Linked DNA regions of Sus scrofa: all the other regions are linked to region 1. Evidence: chromatin contacts called from public HiChIP or PLAC-seq and promoter capture Hi-C data. All regions are on one chromosome and are shown on one strand. Each heading gives the region's core, a stretch centred on a gene start, on an enhancer-like site or on the middle of the called end of the contact. The rest is flanking DNA. Distances are from core to core; before and after follow the strand shown. Region 1 holds the start of C17H20orf24. Region 2 holds the start of LOC102165279 (transcription initiation factor TFIID subunit 4-like). Region 3 overlaps DLGAP4 (disks large-associated protein 4).

Evidence for each region. Promoter capture Hi-C pulls out the DNA fragments that hold promoters and counts their contacts. HiChIP or PLAC-seq counts read pairs in DNA pulled down with a chosen protein or histone mark.
Region 2: a contact with region 1 is called in an H3K27ac HiChIP or PLAC-seq map of alveolar macrophages. The contact joins the promoter of LOC102165279 here to the promoter of C17H20orf24 in region 1. A contact is called at or near these places in 1 of 5 promoter capture datasets (fetal skeletal muscle), 4 of 47 Hi-C or Micro-C datasets (fetal skeletal muscle, retroperitoneal adipose tissue, skeletal muscle and 1 more) and 2 of 2 datasets of contacts at active chromatin or transcription factors (alveolar macrophages and skeletal muscle).
Region 3: a promoter capture Hi-C map of liver shows a contact between it and region 1, with 2.7 times the contacts expected there. The contact joins the enhancer-like site here to the promoter of C17H20orf24 in region 1. A contact is called at or near these places in 1 of 5 promoter capture datasets (liver), 7 of 47 Hi-C or Micro-C datasets (alveolar macrophages, embryonic fibroblasts, fetal heart ventricle and 4 more) and 1 of 2 datasets of contacts at active chromatin or transcription factors (alveolar macrophages).

What each region holds. Positions count from the first base shown.
Region 1 is chr17:39,866,310-39,871,141 of Sscrofa11.1, forward strand. It overlaps C17H20orf24, which reads left to right and starts at 2,540. Exons shown (of 4, transcript XM_021077901.1): 1 at 2,540-2,872. The coding sequence starts at 2,759. LOC110257439 (a long non-coding RNA gene) reads right to left here and starts at 2,471. Exons shown (of 4, transcript XR_002340025.1): 1 at 1,416-2,471; 2 at 293-383.
Region 2 is chr17:40,096,452-40,101,283 of Sscrofa11.1, forward strand. LOC102165279 (transcription initiation factor TFIID subunit 4-like) reads left to right here and starts at 1,948. Exons shown (of 3, transcript XR_002340154.1): 1 at 1,948-2,013; 2 at 3,591-4,298. SOGA1 (protein SOGA1) reads right to left here and starts at 2,351. Exons shown (of 15, transcript XM_005672920.3): 1 at 1,677-2,351. The coding sequence starts at 2,351.
Region 3 is chr17:39,699,433-39,704,264 of Sscrofa11.1, forward strand. The region is part of intron 5 of DLGAP4 (disks large-associated protein 4); the gene reads left to right. Among named protein-coding and RNA genes, the nearest start is that of DLGAP4, 75 kb to the left of the region's middle. Within about 2 kb of position 2,634, at least 19 of the 83 cell types and tissues checked have an H3K27ac peak or open chromatin away from gene starts, as enhancers often do.

The DNA of each region.
Region 1 (4,832 bases), core at 1,290-3,789:
GAGGCACAGCAACGCCGGATCCAAGCCGTATCTTCGACCTACACCACAGCTCACAGCAACGCCAGTTCCTTAACCCATGGAGCAAGGCCAGGAATCGAACCCTCAACCTCATGGTTCCTAGTTGGATTCATTTCTGCTGCGCTATGATGCAAACTCCATCCCTTCCTCTTCTTAACTCCTACTCTTCCCCTCAGAGTTCAGTCTTCCCTATTCCCCCAGATCAGATTCCCTGTTACAAACTTTTACCACCGGATCTCACTTGTATGAGTTTTTAGCAGACTAAAAAACTTACCTTTTCTGTCTTTGACCCAGGCTAAGTATTCTTCCAATATTCTATGATAGAATGATCAGTCTGTCTCCAACACTGCATGCCAGCAGGGAGTCTGTAAAACAGGTACGTGGCTTTTGTTTTTTGTAAAATAGGTTTTACACCAATGGTGCGCATCCAAACTGGGGTGAGCTGGTTAGGCTTTACTATAGTTTTGCATATGAGGGAAACTGGTTCAGAAGGTGGAGGGCTGATAAGAACAAGATCCATGCGAAAGTTAGGCTAAAGTTGTGTACCCATATCAGGTGTATGGCTGTCCTACCAGGTCCAGACAGAGTAGCGTCTGTTGCAGTGTGTATCATCTTTGGGATCCAGCTCCATTCTATTGAAACAGGATCTTAGGATTGGGTTGTGGTAGAAAACAACAGCTTATTCTGAAAAAGCTTCCTAGGAGATTCTGTTGTTTACCCAAGGTGGAGAACTACGTGTGAATGTTGACAGGTATGCAAAGGATGTCCTGACCTTAGTGATATTCTTTAAGACTTAAAGCCTAAAAATAAAATAAAATAAAATAAAACAAAACAAGAGTTCCCGTTGCGGTGCAGCAGAAACGAATTGGACTGGAAACCATGAGGTTTCGGGTTCGATCCCTGGCCTTGCTAAGTGGGTAAAGGATCCAGCATGGTGCAGGGTGCAGATGAGGCTCAGATCCCAAGTTGCTGTGGTGTAGGCTGGCAGCTGTAGCTCCTACTCAACCCCCAGCCTGGGAACCTCCATATGCCTTGGGTGCAGCCCTAAAAAGAAAAAAAAAAAAAAAAAAATCTAAGGTTGAGAATGCAGATTTTAGAGTTCCCGCTGTGATGCAGTGAGTTAAGAATCCCACTGCAGTGGCTAGGGTCGCTGCAGAGGTTCAAGTTTGATTCCTGGTCCAGCACAGTGGGTTAAAGGATCTGTCCTTTGCCACAGCTGAAGCTCAAGTCGCAGCTGCAGTTCAGTTTCAATCCCTGGCCCTCAAACTTCCAAATGCTGCGGGTCTGGCCCTAAAAAGAAATAAACAAAAAACCACAAAAAGGGTACATGTGCAGATTTTGAAGTCAGACAGACCCAGATATTAGTTGAGCAAGTTACTTTGATTCTATATACCCACCTCACTGGAATGAAGTGCCTTGTTACACAGCACAGCAAGCATGGCACCACCTGGTGGACTTATTGAAATGCCGATTGTGCACTCTGCCCCAGAATTTCCAATTAGTAGGTCCGGGATGGAGTCTGAGAATGTTTTGCTTTGTTTTGTTTTCCTTCATTTTGGGCTGCACCCACAGCATATGGAAGTTCCTGGGTTAGGGGTTGAATCAGAGCTGCAGAAGCCGGCCACAGCCACAGTCACACTGAATCCGAGCCACATCTGTGACCTATGCCTGAATTTGCAGCAAGGACGGACCTTCAACCCACAGCGCGAGGCCAAGAATCCAACTCACATCCTTCTAGGCACTGGTAGGGTTCTTAACCCGCTGAGCCAAGACGGGAACTCTGAGGTCTGATAATTTGAATCTCTAATCAAGTTCCCAGGCGATGCAGCTGCTGCTGCTCCAGAAAAACACTTTGTGAACATCTAACCAAGTCCATAGCGAGGACACAGTAGATGAATACTCAAATATGCTGATACCTAATAAAATACTCTTTCCACTTGCTCCTCTGCAGCTGGTTCCAACATGCTATACACAGTTTCAGAAAATCATTTCCCCTCTTTGGATCTCAAGGCATACATTTGCCAAAAGACGGTCCAAAAGAGGGTGCTAGGCATGAGGAGACCCCAACTTATTACAGAAAAATTTCTGAGTTAACTTCCCGAACAAAGTCCTATAGGACTTGCACGGTTAGGAGGGAAAAAAAGCAAGGGCTTAAATCCAGAAAAGCAATTTGTGGCTCCAGGGAAGCAAGGTTTGGGCTTTAAAAAGCGCCTTGGGGAATGAAGGGCTGCGTTCTGTCCTGCTGCTCCTGGGGTCAAGCTAAAGTGGATTGGGTGAGCCTCATGTCCAATCTCCGCTTTCGCCTCAGACGCCATTCCTCCGTCTCCATAGCGCCTCCTTGCGCTCGTGTCGCCGTCCCCACCAAGAGTGTCCCTTCCTTCTCCCTCTACCGCGCTGCTGGCGGAAATTTGTCATGACTGCCGCGCGTAGGGCGCTTGCGCCGAAGCGATAGCCCCTCCTCTTTCGCTCTACGGCTGCGCGGCCGTGTATTGGCTGCGTGGGCACGTCGGCGGGAGGACGCGCGGTGCTGCGTTGCTCCGCCCACCGACCTCCTGGTCTCGGCCGAGAGAGCAGAGCCGGGCTGCCTGGTTAGGTGCGGGCAGCCGCAGGCGCGCCGCCGAACACGTCCGCTGAGTGCCACCACCACCGCCCGGCGCCCCGTGACCCGTGACTCCAGACCCCGACCCCTTTTAGATCGGCCCGCGCGCCCCAGGCCCGGCCCGGGCGGCGCGACGGGAGGATGAGCGGCGGGCGGCGGAAGGAGGAGCCGCCTCAGCCGCAGCTGGCCAACGGGGCCCTCAAAGTCTCTGTCTGGAGCAAAGTGCTGCGGAGCGACGCGGCCTGGGAGGACAAGGTGCGGTGGGGCCTGGCGAGGGCGCACGTTCGAATAGTCAGCTGGGACTCGGGGACGAATGGACAGGCCCGAGCCTGCACCTGCCCGGTCCGGACGCAGTAGAGTGGTGGGGCATGTGGCCCAAGGGTGTCTGGTCGAACTTGGCGGACCCGAGCCTGACGGCTGGGCTCCGGGCTCACCACGGAGTGATCTAAGGGTGAAGTCTGCTGGGTCAGCAAGGAGGGGCCGGAGGAGTTGCCCCCGGTCCCACCTCCTCGGGCAGGTCGTGTGCCTGAGCAGTGGGAATGAGCTGAGTTCGATTAGATCTCCGCATTTTACTCCCAGTAGGATCTTGAGTAAGTGACTTATCTTCTCCAAATTAACTACTTGCTACCGTCGTTAGCACGAACAGTAACAGACTTCTACTGAATACTTGCTGTGTGTCAGGCGCACTCTGCATCATCTCATTCACGTCTCAGAACAACTGAGATGGGGTGCTGTGGTGCCTTACAGCTTTAGCACAGTGAAGCGTACTAAAGAGGAGCTGCCACTGCTTACTGAAAAAACCGTCCACTTAAATAAGGGTGAAGAGTTGAGAGGGGAGACTGAGAGCTTTCAGGGGTTGAGTGTGTTTGTGAGAGAGAGGGAGGGAGGGTGGAGGAGAAACCACCGCATGTATGTGAGAAATGTTTGGGAGACTTCGCAATGTCTTTACTGATCAAATACATTCGTAAGATCTGAGTGTAAACACTTCCCCAGCTCTGCTCCCTGGTGTAGAAGGAACCATCAGAAACAACTTGATTCCCATTATCCTGAAAAGAATGTTGTGTTTGCATTCTTTCCCTAGTTTTTTTGGACTGCAGAGGTAGGTATTTCTGGAAGAGGGGCAGGGTTGGGAGGCACTTCCTGAAGGTCCCTCTTCCTGTCCCCAGTCTGCTGAGCTCTCTGTAAAAACTTTCTACTTTGCTGTGTCATTTCTTTCTTTCTTTGTATAAGGACACATTTCTGCAGTCTAGGGCAGGTCAGAAGCCTGAGACTTCCATGTTCTTACATAAAAAATTAGATATGCTGGAGTTACTTTTGTGGCTCAGAGGAAGTGAATCCATCAAGTTTCTATGAGGACTTGGGTTTGATCCCTAGCCTCGCTCAGTGGGTCCTGGATCTGGCATTTCTGTGAGCTGTGGTGTAGGCCAGCGGGTGTAGCTCTAATTAGACCCCTAGCCTGGAAACTTCCAAATGCCATGGGTGCAGCCCTAAAAAGTAAAAAACAAACAAACAAAAAAAAACTTAAAATTTTTTTAAAAAATTAGACCTGCTTCCAGCACTTTTGTTTCTAATCTGTTCTCTTCTTTGTGACTTACTCAGAATGTAGTTTGTGGGAAGGTGATGCTGAATTGGTTAACAGTTAACCCTTCTGCCTGTGGAGTCTGTCCAGGTCTCCCCAGGTGACATAATAAGAGTTATTTATGACGGGTAGCTCAGTTACTATCACACTTTCATTTTTACAGCTTCTAAAAAAGGATAAATGATTTTTCTAAAATTTTTATTCAGAGCACATGCCCTGGAAGCCATCACTTAGGGTAACTAAATATATGTCATTTTTGATTGTTTGTGCCCATGGCATGTGAAAATTCCTGTGCCAGGGATTGAACCCTTGCCACAGCAGTTACCTGAGCCACTGCAGTGACAATGCTGGATCCTTAACCTGGTGAGCCACAAGGGAAGTCCAATATATCTTTTTTTTTTTTTAAACTACATTTTAGTATAAAAAGATGTGGAGGAGTTCCCGTCGTGGCGCAGTGGTTAACGAATCCGACTAGGAACCATGAGGTTGCGGGTTCAGTCCCTGCCCTTGCTCAGTGGGTTAACGATCCGGCGTTGCTGTGAGCTGTGGTGTAGGTTGCAGACGCGGCTCGGATCCCTAGTTGCTGTGGCTCTGGTGTAGGCTGGTGGCTACAGCTCCGATTCAACCCCTAGCCTG
Region 2 (4,832 bases), core at 698-3,197, 230 kb after region 1:
CCCACAGGGTGGGTGTATGAGACCCTGAAGCAAAGCTCAATGGCCCTTCTTCCTTTGCTGGGGTGAGGAGTGTGGGCCAGGAGGCAGGAGTGAGGAGCTTGGGGATCTGGGTACAGAGCAGCTCAGCAGGGAGCACCGAAGGAGCTCAGAGCACCAAGAGGGCAGGGCTGGACCTCCTGGCTTGTCTCCCTCCTCCAAACCCATCCTTCACACGTCTTCTCCTCATCACTGGCTTTTAAAGCCCACTGGAGCCGACCGAACCTTCCACTGTCAACACTGAATGGGGTCTTTAGGAAGACTTCCCCTCCCATTTAACAGATGAGGAAACTGAGGCCTGCCCTGAGGAAAGGTTAGAGGCTGAAAGGGTTGATTATCCATTTTCAGACAGACCCTGTCCCTCTAATCAACAAGCAGTTACTAAACCCACATTGGATAATAGATCTTGGGGGAAGAGGGGAGGGAAAGGCACAGTTAAGCAATATCCCAAAAACTCTTAACGAGAGAGAAACCCTCTGGCCAGAGGCCAATGCAAAGCTAAGTGTTGCTGGGCAGACATAAATCAGCAGAGTGCCATTAACTCGGCGGCTCTTAGCCAGGGATGCCCTGGGTGCTGTGCCAGGACATCAACTGATAAGAGTAGGTAACATTTCAGCCTCTTCCAAAACCATGCCCAGCTCGTGGCACTAGAACCCACGAAGCTTCCAGTCTCCCAGGCCAACATCAACACATAAGGGCTGGGCTGTCCCTGAGGCTGCCTCGGTGCCAGGCAGTGAACAGACAGAGCCTGGCCTGCACCCAGTAGGTGTTCATGTCCCCTGCAGGGGTGAAGGCAAAGTCTGTTCTCCCATGGAAGCTCTCAGGCCCCCACACACCCAGAGGGATGCTCTTTTGGGATGTCAGAGCCCCTCCTCGCACTGGTAACATGGGAAGAAGATGGGCACTGGCAGTGAAGCACCAACGCATTCACTGTGTGTACAGGGCCTGTCCCAAACTAAGCAGAAGACAATATCCTGGGATTTAGGAAGCTGCCTCTGAACCGGTTCTCCCACAACATCATCCTCCCGGGCTGTGGGACCGTTAGACTGGGCGGAAGTCGGACTCCAGCCAAGGGGATGTTCCCAGATGTCATGCTTTCAAACGGGACCCGCCCTGAAAAGCAGGCAGGGACAGGCCTGGGCCAGGAAAGCCCTGGGTTAAGATTCAGGATGGTGTTCTGGCCTCTCCTTGGCAGGGGATGGCATGGGTCTTCCTGGCAGCAGTGCAGACCAGCGCCTCTTCCGGAAAGGAGAGCCCCCAAAGGTCTGGCCTCTGGCCTGGGGTGGGGGTGGGGGTTCTGAGCAGCTGAATCAGAGGCCCAGCCCCTCACTGATTGATTACCCACCTCCATCCCAAGTACCGCACCTAGGCATCCTCCAAAGCACTTCTTCCAAGGCCCCCTTCCCCAACCAGGCGCCTTTGGGCAGTCTCCGCTTCCAGGTTCCTCCCTCAGGAGAAGGTTTCCCAGACACAGTAAGGAGCGGAATGCGGGGGAGCCCCAGGCAGACCTCAGGGTGCCCCTGAGGGTTTAGGCCCCTTTCCAGCTCAGGCGTTGGGGCAGCGGCCAGCTGGTGCCTCTGGCCAGAGGGGCTGCCACCCACGCCTCCCGCGGCCTCCCATTCCCCCACCAGCGCCCCCACCTTGAGATAGTCGTTCTCCGAGCGCAGCTCCTCCAGCTCTCTCATGAAGCCGCCGGGCCCGCAGTCCAGCATCTCCTCCGTGAGGTCGGAGAAGGCGAGCGAGGCGCTGAGTGGCAGGCGGCTGCTGCCCACCGACGACGCGGCCACCGACGGCTCCTCCGGGGAGGCGGGAGGCCGCGGAGGCTGCTGAGCGGGCGGCGCGGGCTGCGGCGGCTGCCCAGTGCGGGCCCCCGCCGGGCCCCCGGCCGCTGACTCGGCGTCGCTGCTCAGCGCCAGCTCCAGGCCCAGCAGACGCGCCTCCTCCGACGCGCAGTCCGACACCTCTGAGCTGCTGTCGGTGAGGCTGGGCGGCGGTGGCGGCGGTCGCGGCCCGGTGCCTGGGCGCGGACGGCCCTTGGCGCGGACCCCGGTGCGGACCCCGGCCACCCGCGTCCCTGCTCCCCGCGCCCCGGGCGCCACCGCACGCCCCTTCTTGTCCGGCCGCGCCGAGGACGCGGAGCTGCAGGCGGCTGCGGCGCCCGGGCCTGGGCCGCGGCGGCCCTTGGCCAGCGACCAGCCGGCCACGTCCTTGGGTCGGGCCGGCGACGGCGCTCGGTGGCTCTTCTTCCTCTCAGGGGCTGGCGCGGGCGGGGGGCCGCAGCCCCGAGCAGGGGGCTCCCCCGCCGGCACCTCCATCGCGGCCTCCCTTGGCCTCAGTGAGCTGCAGGCATGGCCCGGGCCCGCCCGGCCTCCGCGCCCGGGGGGAGGTCCCCGGCGCCTCTCCTGCCGCTCGGGCCGCGTCTGCTCTCGGCCCACCTCAGCTCCCGGGCTGCGCTCTGGCCCCGACTCCCGCCGCACGGTCTCTCCGCTACTCTGAGCTCGGAGAGAGCGGCCCGATCGCCTCCAGGCGCCCCGGCTCCGGCTCCGGCTCCGCCCGGCGCCCGCCCCCTCGGCCTCGCCGCGCCCCCGGAGCGCGCCCGGGCCCCGGCTGCCAGCGCGCCTATCGCTCCCTCGGGCTCCGAGTCCGGCTGCGGCCCGGGCCCCGGCTCCGCCCGGCGCGGCCCGCCCCCGCGCAGCCCCGCCAGCTCCCCGCCCCGCCGCCTGGGCTCGGGGGCGCGCGGCTCCGCGAACAAAAGGCGGACGCGGCGGGAGCGGCAGGGAGGGACGCAGGCAGCGAGCGAGGGAGGGATCTGCGAGGCAACAGCGACCCCCTCGAGGGTCAGGCGGGCCGGGTCCGCCGCGGCCCGGGCTCCTTTCTCCTCCGCTCCGCCGCCGCCCCCTCCCCTGCCGGCCCGGAGAGCGCACCCGGCGGAGGCCCCCCTGCTCCCCGCGTCCGAGCAGGGGTCGCGCGAGCGGCGAGAGGGAGGACTGCCAGGCAGAGGCCGGGCAGACCTCAGATCGCTGGAGCCAGCATCCATATACACGCCGAGTCCCTCGCCCCTCGCGGCTGTGCGGAGCGTGCGCGAACTCCGCCCCCCGAACCTCGCAGAGCGAGACGGATTATCCCATTGTACAGATGCGTAAAGTGATGCCTAGGGCGGGCACACGATTAACCCAAGGTCAGTCAGTGGCAGAGCGGGGATGGAATCCCAACCTCGCAGATCCACACCTTCTGCTTCGGCTTCCCTCTCACAACTGTTGGGAGCGTGGAGCCCTGGATGAATGCCCGGCTCTGCACGTCTTGACCCGGGCGTACTACCGCTTCCCCCTACCCTGATAGGGGATCAGAGACTGCTCTCAGGCTCTGCTTGGCTAAAATGGAGGCGACCCGTTCTGAGAAGTCAGACCAGCGGGTGCTCTAGGAATAGGTTTTGGCTACTGTGGGGCTGATCCAGGCCGGACACGGTGGCTCTGATCCCCTACGCGTTCTCCCAAGAGTAACTCCGGACGACCCCGGAGCCCCAGCTCTGATGGGTGTCGTTTCTTTCCTTCCAGGCTGTGCTCCTGTGTTGTTGATTTTTCCGTGTGTCTGTCACACCTTCCCCGCACCACCCCCCTCCCCATACCACCGAGCCACCGCTGGACAGAGCCACGTGGTGAAGTCCTTTGGCTGTCCTGTGGGCTGGCGCTCAACCTCAGGGTGGCACCCCTTGCGGGGCGGGGGGCGGGGAGGAAGGGGGGTCAGGGCGGTGTTTACCCCTCTGCAGCTTCTTCCTCCCTCTCCTCATTTCCTTTCCCTCCCCCTTCTCCCCCTCTCCCTTTTCCCTTTCTCCTCTTCCCTCCTCCTGCCCATTTTCTCCTTCTTCCTCTACTCCCCCAGTCCTGTTAGCTCACCTCCTTCTGCCCTTGACACACCACTGGCCCTAGGTCCGCTTCTGTGTTTCTGTCCCACCTCCCCAACAGCAGTGAATACACTCCTCCTGCGGGTCGCCCTCTTGGAGGAGGCACAGCTTCTCATCCCCATCTAGGTGCGTCTAGGTGTGTGGGTGCCTCCTCCATCCTCAGATCTGTCCTCCAGGTGCTCCCCACAGAGCCAGGTGAGAAGCAGTACCACTCAGCAGGTTCTCTGCAAACACTTCTTCAGGGGCATTCTCACGCCCTCCTGGCAAGGCATCAGTTGTCCTGTCCCCAGTGACTCTCCACCCACCCAGCCCACAGGCACCAGACGGGACCCTGAGGGACACAGTAGTGAGCTTGTCAGTGGTGAGTACCTGACCTCATGGAGCACACAATATAGGGGGGAGATGGGCCACAAAAGACACATCAAAAACAGGGTGGCACGGCATAGCACAGGGGCAAAGCCCAGGACAAGCCTTCCTACTTCCCCAGCCACAGAAGATCCCACTTGGTCTAGTTTGATGTAACAGACAACCTTCTAGTTCTGATGCCTCCATTTTTGTAGGCTTGTTCTGGTCTGGCACAGAGAGATGCTATGTGGCTCCTGGAAATTGTTTCCCTCTCCGAGCTCCAGTTTCTCCCTCCATGCAGAATGTGGGCTTGGAGATGTTGGGTAGTGTGACTCTGGGCAGGGGACATGCTAGGGCAGGCTGCTCAGCCACTCCTGACAAACCCATGGCTGAGCAGGGGGCTGAGCTCTGAATGTCTTTGAACTTGGGGAGTCATGAATTCATACTGCAGCCCCAGGAGAGCCTGGGGAGCATCCAGGACCTAGTAGGGAGGAGCCCTGGGGTTGGGGAGAGTGCCCAGGTGGAGGCTCTGGACTTGAGCTCAGTTCAG
Region 3 (4,832 bases), core at 1,384-3,883, 170 kb before region 1:
TTCCCTCAAAACACTTCCTGCGACATCCCCTATTCCTTTTATGAGTTCCTCTCTTTCTTGTAAGTCTTTAGCAAGTACAGCACAAAGGAGCCAGCTCTTACTTTCATCATTTTACCTGGAAACTGTCTTGCCCAGATCCATTTATTCTCTTCAACTGACTGTAGACTGACAGTTTTACCAAGTGTTTTGTTTCTGCATAGTGTGGGTCACCTTTTTTAAAGTCTCCTATAACAGTTCACTCACTGCTCAACACTTGATCCCAAAGCCAGTGCTACATGTGTTTGTTTTTGTTGCCAGTACACCCCATTCTTGGTACCAATTTCTGTATCTATCAACTTTTATCACAGTAATGCTGTGTAACAAGCAAGCACATCTGCTTTCTTTCTTTCTTTTTTTTTGGTCTTTTTGCCTTTTCTAGGGCCACTCCCGCTGCATATGGAGATTCCCAGGCTAGGGGTCAAATCAGAGCTGTAGCCACTGGCCTACGCCAGAGCCACAGCAACGCGGGATCCGAGCCACGTCTGCAACCTACACCATAGCTCACGACAATGCTGGATCCTTAACCCACTGAGCCAGGCCAGGGATCAAACCCACAACCTCATGGTTTCTAGTCAGATTCGTTAACCACTGAGCCACGACGGGAACTCCAAGCACATCTGCTTCCAATGGCACACAAGGATATGCATTATCTCTCATGCATGAGTTTTCAGGTTGGCTGGTTCTGCTCTGCATGTCCTATATCCTCCTCCTGGAACCAAAATGTACTCTTGGAATCAGTGCCCTAGTCAGGGCATGTGCTTCTTATGGCAGAAGGATATGAGGGAAGATCCCACTGTCCAAGCACATTTCAAGTCTCTGTGTCACATCTGCAAATAACTGGTTGGTCAAAGCAAGTCTAATGAGTCCAAAGCCAAGGTCTCAGGGAATACACTCAACCTTTTGTGGAAGAAACTGCAGTTACATAGCAAAGGGCATGAATACAGGGAAGAATTAAGAAATGAAGTCAAAGAGTCAGTCACTCACAGCCCCTTCAGTATATCCCATATGAATGACCAGCATCTGTGGCCTGTGGCTTTAAATGTAGGGATGTAGAGCTCCAATTATTCTCAGTTTGGAATCTTAAACCCAGACCAAGACACTCGAAATTATTGGTAGTCACACTTGACACCTACCCGCACATGTGTGTGCATAAGCACATAATATTCTATACCCTTAGACATATATATGAAAACCTATAGACACATGCACACTGATATTCTTGCATGCACACACATATACCTAATCTCTACATACAATTTCACATGTTCTTACATACATGTGTATCTCCTTCAAGGCTAATGCCACCTCCACACCTGTGAGGAAATCATGCCCCTGACAAACGGGAGCCACCAAAAAGCCACTCCCTGCACCTCCGCCACTCAGTGCTCTCTCCAAGTCCCCTTAGTGACCAGGGCATACTTGTTTCTTTCTCCTCCAGCCTCTGATCTCCTCATGTTCAGCAGGTGAACTCACCTGCCTTGCAGGAAAAACGGAAGTCACCAGATTTTCAGACCTGTGCCCAGAGCTGGAATTGGTCCCCATGGCACCTTAGTGCTAGGTTAGGAGAGACACCTGTCATCTTGTTTGACCTGTTGAAAAATTATCATGATGCACAATTTTTATTAGAATAAGGTCATTGGAGTTCCCTGGTGGCCTAGCAGTTAAGGATCCAGTGTTGTCACTGCTGTGGCTCAGGTTCAGTCCCTGGCCCAGGAACTTCCACACACCGTGGGGATGGCCAAAAAATAAAGTTTTAAGAATATGCCACGGGTACAGCCCTAAAAAGACAAAAGACAAAAAAAGAAAAAAAAAAAAAGAGAGCGAGAAAAGAATGAGGTTTCCTTTACTGCCACAAACAGTACCATAATAAATCTATAGTTCAATTATGTCTAGGTTGTGAACCGAAACTCCCTTATACATGGCATCCTTAATCAGTGTAAAACTTGTACCACTGGAGTTCCTGTCGTGGCACAGTGGAAACGAATCCAACTAGGAACCATGAGGTTGTAGGTTCAATCCCTGGCCTCGCTCAGTGGGTCAAGGATCTGGCATTGCCGTGAGCTGAGGTGTAGGCTGGCAGCTGTATCTCTGATTCGACCCCTAGCCTGGGAACCTCCACGTGCTAGTGCGGCCCTAAAAAGCAAAAAAAAAAAAAAAAAAGCAAAGACAAACAAACCCCCAAAACCTTGCACCACCACTCATGGCAGTCTTGCCCATTATCACCTCCCTCCTTGCAGACACACCCCGACACACACAGGCACACCCTCCCTCGGCCACTGTCTCCCTGCAGAGGTCACCCCTGCTCAGAAGGCTGCCCCTGTCCTCAGCATATGACTCCAAGAAGTGAGCAGTCCAGGCTCTGTCCCTTGCCTAGGACTGTTCTGAGCCCCCCAAGTTGCTGAGGGGCATGAAAGCTTTGTCACTCTCACTCCAGCAATTATGCTCTCAAGGCTATATGCTGGGGTGGGTAGAGGTGGGGGGCAGTCATCGAGACAGTGAGAGCCTGGAAAGGGCGGGCCCCTCTGCAGTGGCTGTGGGCAGGGCATGGAGCTGGCCAGCTTCCCAGCTGCCAGGGCCGCCTACACAGCCACCCCCTCTTTCCCTCCCCCTTTCTGACCCAGATTTCACATTCCAGAAATAGCTCTCACAGGTGACTGGCAGGCAGAGTCAGCTCCAGCTGGGATGGTGGGGGCAGCAGCAGCAGCTTGGGTACATATATATGCCCCTCCCCAGCCAAAGGACCTACCTGAGAGGGCCCACTGGGGTGGCATTACCCCTCAGTCTGTCCCATCCTGCCTCCTCCCCCTCAGCGTCTGAGAAAAAGAAAGAACTGAGAACATCCTCCCTCCCACCCCTCCCTTCTCTGACTCTGCCCACCTACCATTAGCACCCATTCTCCTCTCCTCCCCTCCTCCATCCCTTTCTCCCAGCTTCCACTCCCCCGCCACCATCATATCCCTCCATTTGTCTCTCAGCCCTGCCCTGCCACAGCCCTCTCTCCCTTTTCTCTCAATTTCTGGCCCTTCTCTCCTCTGCCCCCGACCCCAAACCTTCCTTTTTATGTCTCTCCCACTCCCTCTGAATCACAGGGAGGCTGCGACATCACCCAGGGGCAGTGGTGGTGGTGGGCTGCTGCGTGGTCCTCGCCCCCAACTGTATTCTCTGCACCTGCACGTGGGTACGTGTGTGTACACACTTGGGGTCACTCCCTGGCAGTGCCCAAGGCCCTAAGCTGAGCTGGGATTGGTTCCTGGCCTGGGAAACACTCCTGCTCCTTGTTCAAGGGCCCAGGGTTCTAGTTTCAGCTTCGTTGGTGTCACTCTGGGTAGGTCCTGGCTCCTTTTGCCTCAAATTCTCCATCTATGATGTGAGGCTTGGGTTTGGGCTCCACAAACACCTTTTATCCAAGTCACAGAATGCTATGTCCTCCCTTGTTTGTCCCCTCTCTCCTCCCCCACAACTCTCTCTGTTTCTTCTCTGATTCACTCTTCCATAGGCACAGGAAGGGAGGCTGACAAAATTCCACTCAGCAGACAGCCTTCTAGTTAGCTTTGGTCTCCTCCAAGAACTAACCCTCCGCAATCTCTGGTTATTATACTACAGGCTCCTGTCAGATTGGACACTGCAGTCCCCAGAGTGTCAGAGCAGAGAGGAACCTCTAAGACCGTCATCTCCAGAGGGGGAAAAAATAGACTTCAACTCATGTGTCAAATCTGATTTCTGGAGCTCAGGACTGAGACTGAGTTAAGCAAAGAAATGTGCTGCTGTAAATTGGTGATGTCTGCTTTGGCCAGGAGCATTGCACTTATCTGACATTCCTGATTTAGCTCAGGTAATCACACATACACACATGTTTACAGATGTTTCACAAAGAAACTGCAGCCTGGAGGCAGTGAGTATCAAGTCAAGGTCACTCGGTAGGTCAGGGAACTGTTTCCCACCTGTGTCCGCTTGACTTGAGTTCCCCATTCCCTTGTATGTGTGTGGGAGCCATCCAGGGTCTGGCAAAGAGGTTCAGCATGATCAAAGGAGTTTCAGGGAGAATTATCTGGCAACATGGGCAGGATGGATTAGAGGCTGTGCAGTGGTTCAGGCAAAGCACAGTGAGGTGTAGGCAGGGGGCAAAGAGTTAGAGAGTAATGGGAGGGTCCAGGAGACCTTCCTAGAGTAAATGAGGAGGAGCCAGAATTCCTTCTTGCTGAAACAGGCACCTCTCTGCAGAGGGCACTGGGCAAAAGGCAGGCTTCCTCCCTGGGCCCCATTAAGCCTCAGACAAGGAAGTTTCTGGTTAATTGAGTGCCTACTGTGTGCTCCATGCAGCACTGTCACTCTCCTAAGTTCCACTTTTAGGCAGACCCATTGAGCCTTTGGGGGAAACGGCAACGGGGCTTAAGGATTGATGGGCAGGCCAGGACTCCCAGGATTGAGATTCTTGAACAAGAGAGAAGCATCCCTTACTCCCTCATGGGTAGAGAAGTCAGGCCAAAGGAGGAGAGACTGTGGTGCTTAAATTGAACCTTGGAGGCCCTATGGTGGTGGTTAAGGACGGGAGTTTTGCAAGGAGGCAGCTCTTTACTGAATAGATGTTTACCATCATCTACAACGGGCCAGGCTCTGCTCTAGGCACCATGGATGTTATCAGTGAACAAAATGAAAGCCTCTGCCTTCAGAGAGAGGACATTCACTGTGGGGATGGCGGGGGTGGGGGTAAAGCAGGGAGGCAGACAAAATCATAAACATAAATAACACAAATAAGTATATGGCTTATTGGAAGTAGTGGAGGGTAAGGAGTA